2 separate regions of the Zea mays genome follow, and region 1 is linked to region 2. Evidence: chromatin contacts called from public Hi-C data. All regions are on one chromosome and are shown on one strand. Each heading gives the region's core, a stretch centred on a gene start, on an enhancer-like site or on the middle of the called end of the contact. The rest is flanking DNA. Distances are from core to core; before and after follow the strand shown.

Region 1 (3,203 bases), core at 132-2,631, 170 kb before region 2:
ATTAATACACTAGCGTTTTCTAAAAAACTCTACTGAAGTTTCTTGATGCATTGCATGTATCATTCTGCAGGAAGAGTTGCTCCTGGAGCAGTTCAGTAGTTTGATCAGATTCGTCAAATCTCGTCCAGGTAAGTTGAGATCTCATGGCAACTGTATGCCCTTTTTCTTTCTTACTTTTGAATCACATTTCATACTTGACCTTTATCAGCGGATGAGACGGCTGCAAATTCCGAGAAAGCCAGCATTGCCGAAGTTGAGCCACTGGTAAAGGATTTCGCGAGCCGGTATAAGGCCGCGATCGAGCTGATGCACTATGATGTGATCACATCTTTCAGCAACTTTCTTTGCGGGATGGAGATCTTGAGAGCGACGCTCGCACAGCTCCTGCTATACTACACCAGGCTCTCCGAGTGTGTCAAGAGAATCAACGGCGGCTCTGCTCTCAACAAGGACCTTGTCTCCATATCCTCCATCCTGTTCGAAATCAAGAAGTATTCTAGGACGTTTTAGTTGTTTCACCCCCTTCCATGTACACTAGGACGGCTAGCTGAGGGGTAGCTGTGTATCCTTACTTTGTAACTGGTATGTGCGACTGCAGGGGAAACAAGGGCATTTTGTCGTGGTTTGTATCTTCGTCTGTGTTACCCGACTTGACCCCTGCCCCTTTCCAGCACAGAACTATGATCTCTAGGCTGTCTCCACAGTTATCCTATTCTATCTTCTGTCCTATCATCTATTTTAAACTTCATTTTGTAAACAGTATCGATTATAGTGCAAATCTACAATTTTATACGATCCGCTGTGGATAACCATATGCTGCATACTAATGAATGCGTACCAAACGCTTGCCTTAATGTTATTTTTATGACTGGCAATTTTCTAGTGTTTATAGCTTCTATGTTTCTGATCTGCGTAATTTAGTTCAAAGCATCTCAGCATTTTGAAAGCAATCACATCTTACACTAGGGTGGTATTCAATGTGAATGTTAAATTTCATATTGCTAGAAGATTCATGGGAATATTTGAAGAAATAAATAAAGATTATGCGATGACAGATATTTGTTGGAAAATATTCATGAGTAGCAAACGTAACGTTTGCTGTTTGCAACCCGAGGCAGCAACTACTGAGTAACTGAATAGCATTATGCCATGCCGATGCGTGTTTTTTTCGAAAACGAAAAAGGAAAACCATTATGCGTTTCCGAGTATCGAGCGTCTCCTTGACGCGGGCGCCCGGGGCCATCTCCACCGTCAGTGGCGAGATCGGACGGCCTGCTGGAGGTGTTGGGCCCATCCGTCCCCGGGTACTGGGACCACCCGATCCCTCTTCAATACAAAACCAGCCGCAGTTCTCCATTTTCGAGCGCAGAAGCGAGAGAGATCCGGAGCAGCCGCAGTCCCACCGACCCCGCCGCCGGTCGCCCTCCATCTCCTCGCCGCTGCCTCTCGGTAAGGCCCTTTCCTTTGCCCGCTCAACCCTCGGTTCGTTGTCTCGCTTCCATGTCCTGATTTGCGCCGTAAGCGCCCGAATCTAGCCGCAAGGTTGAGATCCGCGTCCATTTCTGGCTTCCGAGCGTCCGCTGCTTGTCGGTAGACGCGGATCTGTTGAATTTTGTGACTCACCGTCGTCGATCCGCAGGGTATCCCCTCCCTAGGGACCGTGAATGCGGCTGTTGCGGCTGTACGCATTAGATTCTTCGGAGTATGTTGCGGCTTAGATTCTCCAGAGAAAGATGAAGATCTGTTGTGCATTGCGGTCTTCGGTGGTTGATCCGTCGATTTTTTTCGTTTCATGTTGTGTCTAGGTTAGACCTAATTGTTTAGGTAACCTCGTATCACTGGTTGCGTATCACTGGCTCCTTGTATGGTTTATTCGATAACCGGAACGTCAACCGTAAAATTTTGGAACTATAATGTGGAACGAGGTTCCTGAAACAGCCAACTAGTAAATATTCCTGTATAGAAAAAAATAATTCAATGCAACGTGAGCACATGATTAACTGTTTGTTCATGTAATATGAGCACATGGTTAGCGATCCCTTTGTCTTAGTGCTTTGCCAGTCCTCTGACCTCTGCTCCTCCAATATCCTCGTGGTGCTCCGCTTCCGCGAAGGTACATGCCCCTTGCTTGTGCAGGATGATGGTTTATCCGACATCCTACTCGAGTGAGGGCTGTGTCCCAACCATGGTTCCATACGATGTTCCATATGGTCCCATTCCCGATCGGGCCATGGAACCCCACATGGTTCCACATTCCCGGTTTCATAGAATTGTACAAGGACCTGTCATATATGACTAGGCAGATGTTCTTTTGAACTTTGTTACTTGGCAGAGTTAAACCGAAGATGCTTTATTTTCCTTGATTGTTCTATCAATCTGTTTAGTTTTACATTTGTTGGTGCATCAGTTTTCTGCACAAACATGCAACATAGAAGGAAATCAGTGTCTATCACTCTATCTGAGTATCTGAGTAAAAGTATATCTGGAAGATCGGTTCGTTACATCCTTAATAAGATCGTTACCAAGATTCCATGACAGATCGAGATATGTTTTGATGTTTTCATCTGTTTGTAGTTACAGTACCTAATAAAGTTTAATAGAGTTGATCCTGTCAAACTATATCTTCTCTGTTTTACTTTGTTCTTGGAGAATTATATCCTTACCAAGTGTTGGTGGCAGATCGAAACATACTTTAGTATTTTAAAAATTATTTGTGGTACTTGAAATTAAATTGATTTGCATTGTCTCTCTTGTACCTTTATACAATGTGTCGAAGTAATGCTTGATACCTGATTAGATCTTTGTACAGTTTCTCTTTTCAATAATCAAGATGAGCCGTGGTGGTAGTGCCGGTGGTGGTCAAAGTTCTCTGGGTTATCTCTTTGGAAGCGGTGAGCCCCCCAAACCAGCAGTGGCACCAGCTGCAAGTGCTCCACCTGTTGAGAAACCATCTGCTGCAAAGACTGATGCGGCCAAGCAGGTTGCTGCTGGGGTTACCAGCCAAACCAATAACTACCACAGGGCTGATGGTCAGAACACTGGCAACTTCCTTACGGTATGCTACTTTATGTTCTTTCATTTCACATAGGCTTTTTACATATTATGTGTTGCCATCATCCATTGATATGCTTAGAAATGACGTCATATTTTGTGGGGTGCTTATATTATGTATAATCATGTTTTGAGAAAACATCATGGTAGTT
Region 2 (3,356 bases), core at 627-3,126:
ACGTTTTGCATATTCTAGATCCAAAGATTGTCTTGTACGTGGGGATCCGACGACCTGCAACTCACACTACATACACGACAGTTTTCCTCTGACGAAAACCCAAGTGTTGAATCCTTGGCAAAAAAACCAAATAAAATGCCCTGCCTACTGAAGTCTGCTCCCTGCCCACGGGACGAGACGGGAAAACAAAACGGAGGCCTTGCCCTTGGTTCGGTCACGGTCATGCCACCAGGAGCAGCAACAGTAGGAACGCCGAGGCGGCGGCGGACAGGACCAGCTGCGAGGCGACGACGGGCGCGGCGTTGGGCAGGTAGGGGTAGGAGTCCGGCGGCGGCATCTTGCACTCGTCGCCGTTGAAGTAGATCTTGCGCGGGAACGCCCAGCCCATGCTGAAGGTGAAGGTCCTTGCGTCCTTGCGCATGAGCACCTCCGACTGCACGTTGCCGAACGGGCCGGCCTCCATGAGAAAGTCGTTGTAGAACTTGAGCCCGTAGAACATGCCAGTGTCATCTGCATTAATTGCATATATATATTTGAGACACCGATGATTATGTACATGTCATGTCATGTCATCAGATGACGATGATTATACTCACTGATGCTCCCGTATGGTTGCAGCGGCTTGTACTGGAAGCTGAAGACCTCGGTGACGTTGTCCAGGTTGGGGTGCTGCGCCACCAGCGTCCACTGCGTGTAGTTCATCCTGTAGTTGTAGTTGGTGATGGCGATCTTGGCGCGCCAGTAGTCCTTGTAGTTGAGCTTGACGTGCCAGTGCACCCGGATGGGGCACATGTGCGGCGTGCACTGCAGCAGCGCCTGGCCGTCCTTGCGCGGCGTGTTCACCCCGGCCGACAGCGCGCGCTTGGAGTCCCCCTCGATGCAGCCGCCCGGACCCGCGTGGCCGCCGTGGCCGCCGCAGCCGCACGCGCACCGGGCGCACGGCACGATGGTGCTGTTGTAGAAGGAGGAGAAGGAGACGCAGCAGGACGGGTACCGGGACGCCAGCTGCTGCGAGTAGGTGCAGGTCACCGTCCACGTCATGAGCGCCTGCGTCCGGCGCCGGTGGTCGGGCGTCCAGTACACGGTGGACGGCACCACGGCGGCGGGCCCGCAGGTGTAGCCCAGCCCGGGCCCCATGAGCGTGAAGTTCCTGGGCAGCTTCACCGTCTTGTTGGTGGTACCGGCCAGGCCGACGGAGACCTGGAACGCGGAGACGGACCCCGCCGGGTCCTGCCCGTACGCCGACACCACGCCGGCCTTGCAGCAGTTGGCGATCTGCTGGTTGTAGGGCACCCCCGGGAGGAGGTCCACCACGGCCGGGGTGCGCTTGCAGCAGTGCGGGATGCCGCCCTTGAACTTGGAGCAGTCCCCCTGCTCCGTGGCCTGCGCCCCCACGATGGACCAGATCACCTCCTTCTTGGCCCACGACCACCCCAACGTCCACCCGGGCGCCATGATGTGCCGGTACATCTGGTAGTTGCTCATCGTCACCATCGCCACGTACCCGTCGGGCGTCCACGAGATCACGTCCCACTTGATGGTGATGTTGCCGTTCGGGTCCAGGGGGTCGTAGGCCACCACTGCGCAAGTGCCAGTGTGTGTGCAGCAGCCGCCAGCCATGGCGACAGGAGAGGAGAGAATGTGAGCGTCGCCCATCGACCGATCGACACTGTTTACATTTTCAGATGAATGAAATATGGTAACCGAACCTGCAACGGAGCAGCAGGCGAGCGCGACGGCCAGAGCCAGCAGCGCGGAGGAGTCGCGGACGCGGAGCCCCATCGTCATGTCGACCCTTCCTTAGCTTGCGCGAGCCGGCCGGCGGCTGCTGCTAGCTAGCGCTGGTATAGTAGCAGTAGCAGCACAAGCTCCGATCCCCGATCCTGGAAGAAGCAGCAGCTAGAGGCAGGGCGAATAAAAGGCCGCACGCAGCGGCAAATTAAGAAGAAGAGAGCGAGGAGGAGCAAGATGCCCCATCGAGATCGAGATGGCACGTCACACCAGGCGCGGCCGGCCGGGCGGCTCGATCAGCTGGCCGACGCCGGTTGGTCGAGTTGCGTAACGAGGACTCGATCGAGCTACTCGGTTTGAAAAGAAATCGCGTGCGTGACGGAGGTGATGGCTCCGCTCCACCTCACGGAGGTGGTGTGGTGTGCGCTCTGCTCTCGGGCCGGATGAATGAATGATGCAGATCATCGCTCCGCCCCTGAAGCAACCGTGGTTGGTGACGGGAGGGAAGGGAGGGAGGGAGGAAAGGGACGCGGCGCGGCCGGAGGATCTACAGCGCAACGCAACGGTATCTCTTACGATCTTGGTACGAAACAGCTATCGATCCGTGATTGCGACGGACGAGCATGTTTAAATGAGTGAGGTGAGAAGATGCTGTTGCGCTAGTTGCGACGTTTGATCACACGCACAGCGGCACAGGCACAGGCACAGCTAGATAGGAAGTTGCATGCCTAAGCTAACCCCATGCTTGTTGTTCATCCTTTTTCACGTTTCTCAATCATTATTCCGCGTATCTGGAGACTATCTACCGTACCGAATGTATGTGTACGTACACGTAGAATTTCATTTTATATATCAGGGCCGTTCATATATGATATATACATACACAAAATTTCAGTGTTCACAAATTGCTGCTTCTAGCTATCCACTACCAGTGGCGGCCGTGAGATCTTAGAGGCACAGGACAAGGCTTAAATAGAAACCCATACAATTATTTTTTAATATATAAAAATATTAATATAAGTACTTAAGAAACATTTAAAACATTCATATCAATATAAACACTCAATAAAATTTGGTTGTTCTTTAATATTACCATTTTTAGTAGGAGATGAATTAAATTTAGGCTCATGATCATTCACACCATGTTATCTCACGTTGTTGTTTGAGGCGTCTCGCCTCTCGCACCCTTGATAGGCACACAGGACGTACAATCACGAGCTCTTACCTCTCGTACGAGTAGAACCAATTAATTAAGAATTAACCAAATGTATTTCATATTTGATTACATGTATGTATGACGTCGAATGGGTGGGGCCCTCGAAGATGAGGGGCCCGGTGCGACTGCCCCGTTCGCCTGCCCTTAGGGCCGACGTTGTCCACTACCATTACGTTAAGATGGATTAAGATGGATTCCTAGCACTATCGAACACGCTCTTTGCCGAGTGTTCATAGGTTTACTGAGAGCCAAATGTCAGGCACTCGGTGAAGATAAGATTTGTCGAGTGCCATTCTCGCCAAAACACTACACTCGGCGAAAACAGGGTATTTTGTCGATGGCCGAACACTTGCATACGGAGACACTCGACAACAGGGTATTTTGCTGATGCCCGAACACTTGCATACGG

What was found. A called contact is a pair of places that touch in the nucleus more often than the background predicts.
Region 1: a Hi-C map of leaf shows a contact between it and region 2, with 4 times the contacts expected there. The contact joins the promoter of LOC100193571 here to the promoter of LOC778435 in region 2. A contact is called at or near these places in 7 of 25 Hi-C or Micro-C datasets (bundle sheath, ear, leaf and 3 more).

What each region holds. Positions count from the first base shown.
Region 1 is chr9:129,095,385-129,098,587 of Zm-B73-REFERENCE-NAM-5.0, reverse strand. LOC100193571 reads left to right here and starts at 1,381. Exons shown (of 3, transcript NM_001138680.1): 1 at 1,381-1,449; 2 at 2,798-3,055. The coding sequence starts at 2,831. It overlaps LOC103639049 (vacuolar protein sorting-associated protein 52 A), which reads left to right. Exons shown (of 20, transcript NM_001358890.1): 19 at 71-128; 20 at 209-791. The coding sequence ends at 510.
Region 2 is chr9:128,930,473-128,933,828 of Zm-B73-REFERENCE-NAM-5.0, reverse strand. LOC778435 (brittle stalk 2) reads right to left here and starts at 1,876. Exons shown (of 3, transcript NM_001112458.1): 1 at 1,710-1,876; 2 at 597-1,580; 3 at 1-510. The coding sequence starts at 1,788. The coding sequence ends at 221.